Linked DNA regions of Capsicum annuum: region 1 is linked to region 2. The links are chromatin contacts, called in public Hi-C maps. All regions are on one chromosome and are shown on one strand. Each heading gives the region's core, a stretch centred on a gene start, on an enhancer-like site or on the middle of the called end of the contact. The rest is flanking DNA. Distances are from core to core; before and after follow the strand shown. Region 1 has its middle 13 kb from the start of LOC107859955. Region 2 holds the start of LOC107859956 (SCARECROW-LIKE protein 7).

What was found. A called contact is a pair of places that touch in the nucleus more often than the background predicts.
Region 1: a Hi-C map of leaf shows a contact between it and region 2, with 7 times the contacts expected there. The contact joins the enhancer-like site here to the promoter of LOC107859956 in region 2. A contact is called at or near these places in 5 of 5 Hi-C or Micro-C datasets (bud, leaf, pericarp and 1 more).

The regions. Positions count from the first base shown.
Region 1 is chr2:140,713,036-140,716,459 of UCD10Xv1.1, forward strand. No RefSeq gene overlaps it. Among protein-coding and RNA genes, the nearest start is that of LOC107859955, 13 kb to the right of the region's middle. Within about 2 kb of position 1,581, at least 3 of the 5 cell types and tissues checked have an H3K27ac peak or open chromatin away from gene starts, as enhancers often do. A contact at or near this core is called in leaf and pericarp, where this site is marked.
Region 2 is chr2:140,674,030-140,677,638 of UCD10Xv1.1, forward strand. LOC107859956 (SCARECROW-LIKE protein 7) reads right to left here and starts at 1,852. Exons shown (of 1, transcript XM_016705126.2): 1 at 1-1,852. The coding sequence starts at 1,532.

The DNA of each region.
Region 1 (3,424 bases), core at 331-2,830, 39 kb after region 2:
AAATTTATTAGTAAAAATATAAAAAATAAAATTAAGAAAATAAAAGAAATATTTAAAAGAATTTAAGGGATATTCTTATCTTTACACATACTAATCCCATAATATTAAAATCCATATATTACTAATACCACCATTTGTGATGTATTAGTAATACACCTTATATATCATGTAAGATGTATAATTAATACATTATATTAATAATATATTGATCCAAAATTTTATCAAATATAGTATTAATTAATATCAGACTTAATACATGAATTATTTATCCTACTGCGGCCTACCAAACGACCCCTTTTGCTTGTATCATAACAAAGTGCAGTTTCCTAGTTGGAGCCAGTGTAACCATTTCAATTTTGGATACTGGATTTGCCTGCTATGAGTGAAATTTCAGTAGATTTTTGACCAAGAAAGTAAATAAAGTTGTACAAACATGTCAACACGTCAGCAAATGAGTCAGCTCTGAGCTGGTGTCCTACTTCCATTGGTCAAACAGTGGCTCGAGGCTGGAAAAAAGTGAAAATTAAAGGTGATGGGAATAAAAATAAAAATAAAAGGTTTTTTAAAATAAAAAAGGAAAAAGAAAAACAGTTGTGGAAAAAAGGGAGATAATCTGATAACGTTAAATTGGGTTACGTTCCATTTAGGGCGGTTTATGGGGCCCGTTAAGGGACCAGTGGGCCCTATCGCCGTAAGACGAAAAAGGAAAGTAAGGGAAAAAAAAATAGGGGACCACGTTATGGGAGAAAGTAACGGTACATGATATTTTTGACTGGGAGATTACATTACAAAGCCTAGGCCCCTACTGATAATAACAGCCAAAGTCGGTGTCAATGACGAATTCAGAATTTAAAGATTATGGATATTTGAAAAATTTAAATATAATATTAATTTCAAAACATTAAGGTTCTTATTGAAAATTAAAATACCCAACTATATCATTATTGTTTATTGAGTGTTTTTTAAGTTTTATATTAATATATATTTTTTATATAATTATACCTAATCTGCTTCAAATTGAATGAATATTGGAGCATCAAAATAATGATCATAGGTCCGCACCTGCCCAACCTCACCTACCCCCTAAGAGATATTGTCCCTAAATATTGGAAAAGAAATTTGTCTTGATATTTATGTCAAACGCTTTTTTCATCAATGTCAAAAAAATATAATTGGTTGATAATATTCACTTTATTTCTCAATCAAGTTATAAATTAGATCATCCCATGTATGTTCGACCATGCCTTCAACCCAAATCATACATAATCGATCACCCGTACTCGTCATACATAGGTATGTTGAACTTACCCAACATGAAATACCATTAACACTCCATCCCTAACTTCATAATAACGGATGCAAACTTAATATATATATACACTTTCCTGAGAATATAAGTAATACTTACACTCTATAAATATGTATGTTTTGTATTGTTCATGTATATATAAGATCGATCAGCTGGTAGGTATAATACTTGATTTGATTTTATGTTTCTTGTTTATGGTTACCCTTTTTTGTGTATGGCGCAATATATTGGAGGAGTCAATGCACTTCCAAAGTTAGAAAAGAAAAGACAAATATTCATTAAGCTAAGAATGTGTGGAGGGCCAATCTCTTTGTACAATGGAAAAGTATTTGTATGATATAATTTCGTCATATCAATTTTTCGAGCTACCAAAGAAAAGGATGTGCCTCTTAAGTTTTAAACACATATTAATAATTTGAGGAGTACTAGTCTTCTGGTATATAATTACTCAATTAATAATTATTATCTCAAATAATTACCTTTTTCTTTGAGAAAAAATTAAACTCTGGAAAAAATATAAACTTTCTAAGGTAATACAGTAATTGTTAATTTAGTGATCACTGGAGAAATCAGCCCCGGATTGTGGTGGCTTTGTTTTTTGGGTCAGAGATCACTGTCAAGAGCTGGCTTGAAAGCTAAAGCTAAGAGTCTGCCTCTGACTGATCTCTGGTTTTATGAGGACATAAGGCACGCAAGAAAGTCTAGGCAGAGACTATAGATGATAATATGACATAACATATGAGAAGGGAAGCATGATTGGTCCAACATATTTTCTTAGAAAATTAAACTCTTACAAGACAAGTTAACAATGCATGTAAGGTCACCTTCAACTCTATATTCACCCATGCATGCCCGCTACCTTTTTTCCTTCTTTGTTTGTTTCCATATGGTGTTCAATCGGTAGGAATCCGACTAATTTCAGATTCGCCCTGGGCACATCTTCGGGGATGGCACTTGAAACGTGATCGTTTTCCGATTTCAGGAAATCGAACCCGATCGAGATCTCTAATTAAGAACGAAAGGATCTCAACCATCATATCACAACCTATATATGTGTGTTTTTTGTTCTTTTATTTCAAATGAGAAAAGTCTCATTTAGTCTGGGTTGCTGCATACAAGTAAAAACCCAAACGTATATTAGAACTAGTTCAATAATATTTCAATACTTCAGACCTTTTGTTATCAACTCTGATCGTATATATCTAGTCACATATTCAATATTCAGACCGTGTGAGTTAAAAGTTAAGTATATCTAACTCATGCTTGATGAAATTCCAAACCATAATAGCTAACTACATGTTTGTTAATGCCAAATGATCCCACATCATGTGAAGTTATGGGGCTCGTCTGCGGCTTAGCTTGCTCATGCTCTCTTTTGTCTTTGAACTTCTCTCTAGTTCGAGGAGATCTCAGTGTATTCCCACATAATGGGGTTTGGGGAGGATGAAATGTACCCTGTCCATACTACTACCTTCGAGGAAATCTTTTCATATCTTCGTTATTTTTGAGAGACCTACACCTTATAAAAACTGTGTATATGAGAGTATCCACTAATTAAAACAAATCACAACTTTATTTTATAAGTAATTACTACTGCGGAAAGCTAATGAAACTATTTTAATAAAATTTAATTCTTTCAATTCCGGGGCGATTTTGAGATTGATTTTCTGCACAATATAATATAGATCTAGACCACTGACCCCATGCAACTTCATTCAAGAAAAAATTATGTACTTGCTTGTAATGATCATGCTTTAATTTGCTACGAGAGAGATCTAGTGTTGAGGGCTGTTTCTTTCCAATGCCAGCTTGCCATTTTTTTTTTCGTCTTCTAATAGAGTAGTTATGTTGCACATGTATTTTAAATTTAAAACCAACAGGAAAGATTGCACATGTTTTTCAAATTTACAAGCAACAGGAATATTCAAAAAATTTGGCCATCTATACATTGTAGAAACGTCTAAACTATGACTTACCAGTTACTAACATTTAGAAAGTAGAAGTTCAATAGTACTAGTATTATGTTTGGTCCCATATGCTTGTTAGATTTGTTTTCTTAATTGAGACGAATACAAACAGCCAAAAAAAAAAAAAAAAAGGAAAGGAAAGTACTGT
Region 2 (3,609 bases), core at 602-3,101:
GTTAAGTTCGGATCCAGTGACTCGAAAATTGTTGAGTAGTATTTTAGTGCATTCTTAAACCGCTGCAAGAATCCAACGTTGTTCAAATTCACCTCGTACTCGCCTAACGTCACTATGCTCGGATTCAATGACTTGGCAAGATTGAGTGCAGTTTTTACACCAACATTTGACTCATCCAGTAAATTGTACAGCTGCAACATGAAGTTCACTGCCAAGATTTCATCCGGGTCAATTCGAAAACTAGACCCGTCTAGCTCCTGAACTGGTGTCAATATCGGCTCGAATTCAAAGTTGAGATCCAGAAGCTTAGCGAAATCACGAAGACGATTCCCTGTAGCTAAAAGTGCAGCTGCCGGAGAGTTACCCAGTACCACTGATGGAATGCCCGAGATTCTAACACTTACTGGTTTCCCAGCTGATCTAGTAGCTAAAGCTTGTAAAAAAGCAGCCCATTGAATACCATGAACAATTCCAAAATCTACTATGTGAATCCTCGTTGCTTTTTCAGTCGCTTCAAGAATAGCCTGATTAGCCGTTAAATGAGCAAACTTTGAGTACGGACATGCATCGTTATACGCTTTGTAAGACAAAGTAAGCTCCTCAGGAGTAGTACAAAAGATTGTCGGGGTTTTCTGTTCTTGAAACTCCGACAGCCTATTGTAAAGAGCTTCCAAGAAATAGAACCCAACTCGCTCTGTTGGATCTCCTTGTTGGGAAACTGATTCCTTTAGTCGAATCAAAGATTTTGCTGCATTTTCAGGCTCTGAATCAGCGAGTCTCGCACATTCCACCAAGGATTTCAACAATGGGTTTGACGTGAAACTTTCAGGGGAACTACAGGGCACATCAACTGGATTCTTCACTGATACCACTTTGGATTCTTTACAGGGAAGTTGAACCACTGGAAGAGGAGAAGAAGATGGTGGGACCCACTGAGATGTTTGTGGTTGTAGTGAGCTTAGATTTTTCTGGGTTTCGGAAAAAATGAGATCGGAAGGAGGCGGAGGGGGAGGCGGAGGAGGAGAAGAGCCAGTACTGAGTCGATTGGGACAACTGGAGAAGGGATCTCCGTAGAGGGTAGTGAATTCGGAACTCGTCTGCCACGCGTCGCAACCAGATTGAAGATTGGAACTTCCAGCAGAATCTCCACCGCCCATCAAACTCTCCATCCACTCATCCGAGTCAAACTCACCACCCGGTCCACCGCCGAAATCAGCAAACCTAAACCCGGTCGAATGGTGTTCCAAGTTCGGGAACTGAAATCCCGGTTCACCACCATCCGGTCCACCGGCAACCTGAAATGGGTCAGCAAAACCTGACCCGGTAAGTCCATACCCTAAAGTGGTGGGGCTATTAGTCAAGCTCTGATGAGAGGTAGTCCATGGGTTCATACACAGAGGATTAACACCCAAGAATTGCTGCTGATGTTGCTGCTGTTCTTGCTGTTGAAGCTGCTCTTGCTGCTGTTTTTGCTTAATGACTTGTTGAGCAATTGCCATTAGATTTCCACTGTCAGTACACATATAGGCCATTCTCCACACCAAATCTTGCTAAGTTACACTACTTTTTACACATTACAAATTGGTGAGCAAGTTTTGAGTGGACTACTAACACAGTAGCCCCAAGAAGAGGGAGAGAGAGAGAGAGAGAGGGAGTGGAAAAGGGGGGGTTTAGTGTGGTGTGGGAAGTGCTTAGCTTTAATTGACGAAAGCTCAGCCTTACAAGGAGGACAAAAGTTTTGTTTAAAGTAACTCCATCTGTCACACTATTTTTAATTTTATTTTTGTAATAAGGTAACAAAAGGGAAAAGATGAAAGTGTTTCGAAACACTTGACGCAGATTATTGTATTTTATTTTTTAAATTATATTATTTTGTGTTTAAAACACTTTTATACCTGAATAAATGAATTTTAAAATATTCTATCTTATTATATCCAACTAGCGTGTATTCGTTCGTAGTTTAATTAAAGCATAATTCATAAACGGGATTTTAACTTGACATCAAATTATAATTATGATTTTTAACTTTATCAGTGTACAAGTAGGCCCTTTAACTATATAAAAACTGAACAAAAAAACACTCCAATTCTGTTACTTACATGCGTGAAATTCAATCGCTCCCACGTAGATCCACTCAAATGCCACCTAATAAAAAAAACATATTATAACTATAATCTTTAACTTTGTCAGTGAACAAATAAGCTCTTTAGCTATACAAAAATTGAACAAAAAAATACTTCAATTCTAATTTTGACACGCGTGGTTTTGAATGTATACACGTATTTTGCCAGATAGAATTGAAGTATTTTTTTTTTCAGTTTTTGTATAGTTAAAGGATCTAATTGTGTACTTATAAAGTTAAAGATGATAATTATAATTTAATATCAAGTTAAAAGTCTTATTTATATATTATGCCATTAATTGAACTTGTCTTTCAATGTAAGTATTATTTGTATGACATTCATGAGAATATTTAAAATTACAAAAATTATTTTAGAAACAAACCGACTAAAAACAATTCTATACAGATAAATCATCCTAGGAACTTTCTCACATATTCATAATTTTTCCTCCAACTCCTCATAATTCTCTCCGAATTTCCCAACACAGCGCTTTGGTTAATGGAAATGAAAGGGTTTTAACCCAAAAATCTTTGATAAAATAATCAATAATAATCTCCTTCATTTTAATTTATGGTTTATTTAATGTGGGAGATTCTAATTAAAACATCTTTTAGAATTGTCGTTCTATCATAAAATTTTCACATTGTCAGAAATTCATCTATAAAATGCCTATCAAAATAATCGAGGTTAAGAAATATAAAAATTAAATAAAATGATTTAAAAATTATGTTCAAACTTGAGGTGCATTTTAATGAAGAAAAATTTAAATATAAAAAAGAAGAATTGTGATGGTAGTTGGGGTTTGATGAAAATTAAAGAAAAAGTTCAAAATAAAGTTTTTTACCATGTAATGATTATGTGAAGAGAAAAGACATTTTTTCCCCGAACTTGTCGTCACAATTCACTTTATCCTTTAAACTTAATTTTCATTTATTTACTCTTTAACAACTTTCAAATGAATTAAATTCGTCCCTATAGCTGATATGACAAAAAAAAAGTGAGTGAATTTTTTTATTTTTTTTAAAGACCACTTTATTGCTATTATTATTATTATTATTATTATTATTATTATTATTATTATTATTATACATACATACATACATATATATGTATATATATAACATTAAAAGAAAAATGTCTTCATAGAAGACATTTTCATCTTCTTCAGCATTCTCCTTCCCCACCCGCACGCCCACGCCCACGCCCACCCCATCTCCAACACTCTATTTCTTCATCTTCTTCATACCCCCACCCCGTTTTTTCGTAATTCTCTTCCTATCAAGTCCTAATTAATCCAAAATTTTATTTTTTGACAATAAAAAAGGGTTCAAGATTGATGAACAAGTTTGATTCTTAACCAAAAATTTCATGTCATCCGAATATCATCTATACCATTTTCGAATTTCGGACTGTTTATGCCATTTCTGTTGACATTTTTGAGAAAGAAATTAAAAATTTAGGAGTTTTGGAATTTTGGGTTTTGGTT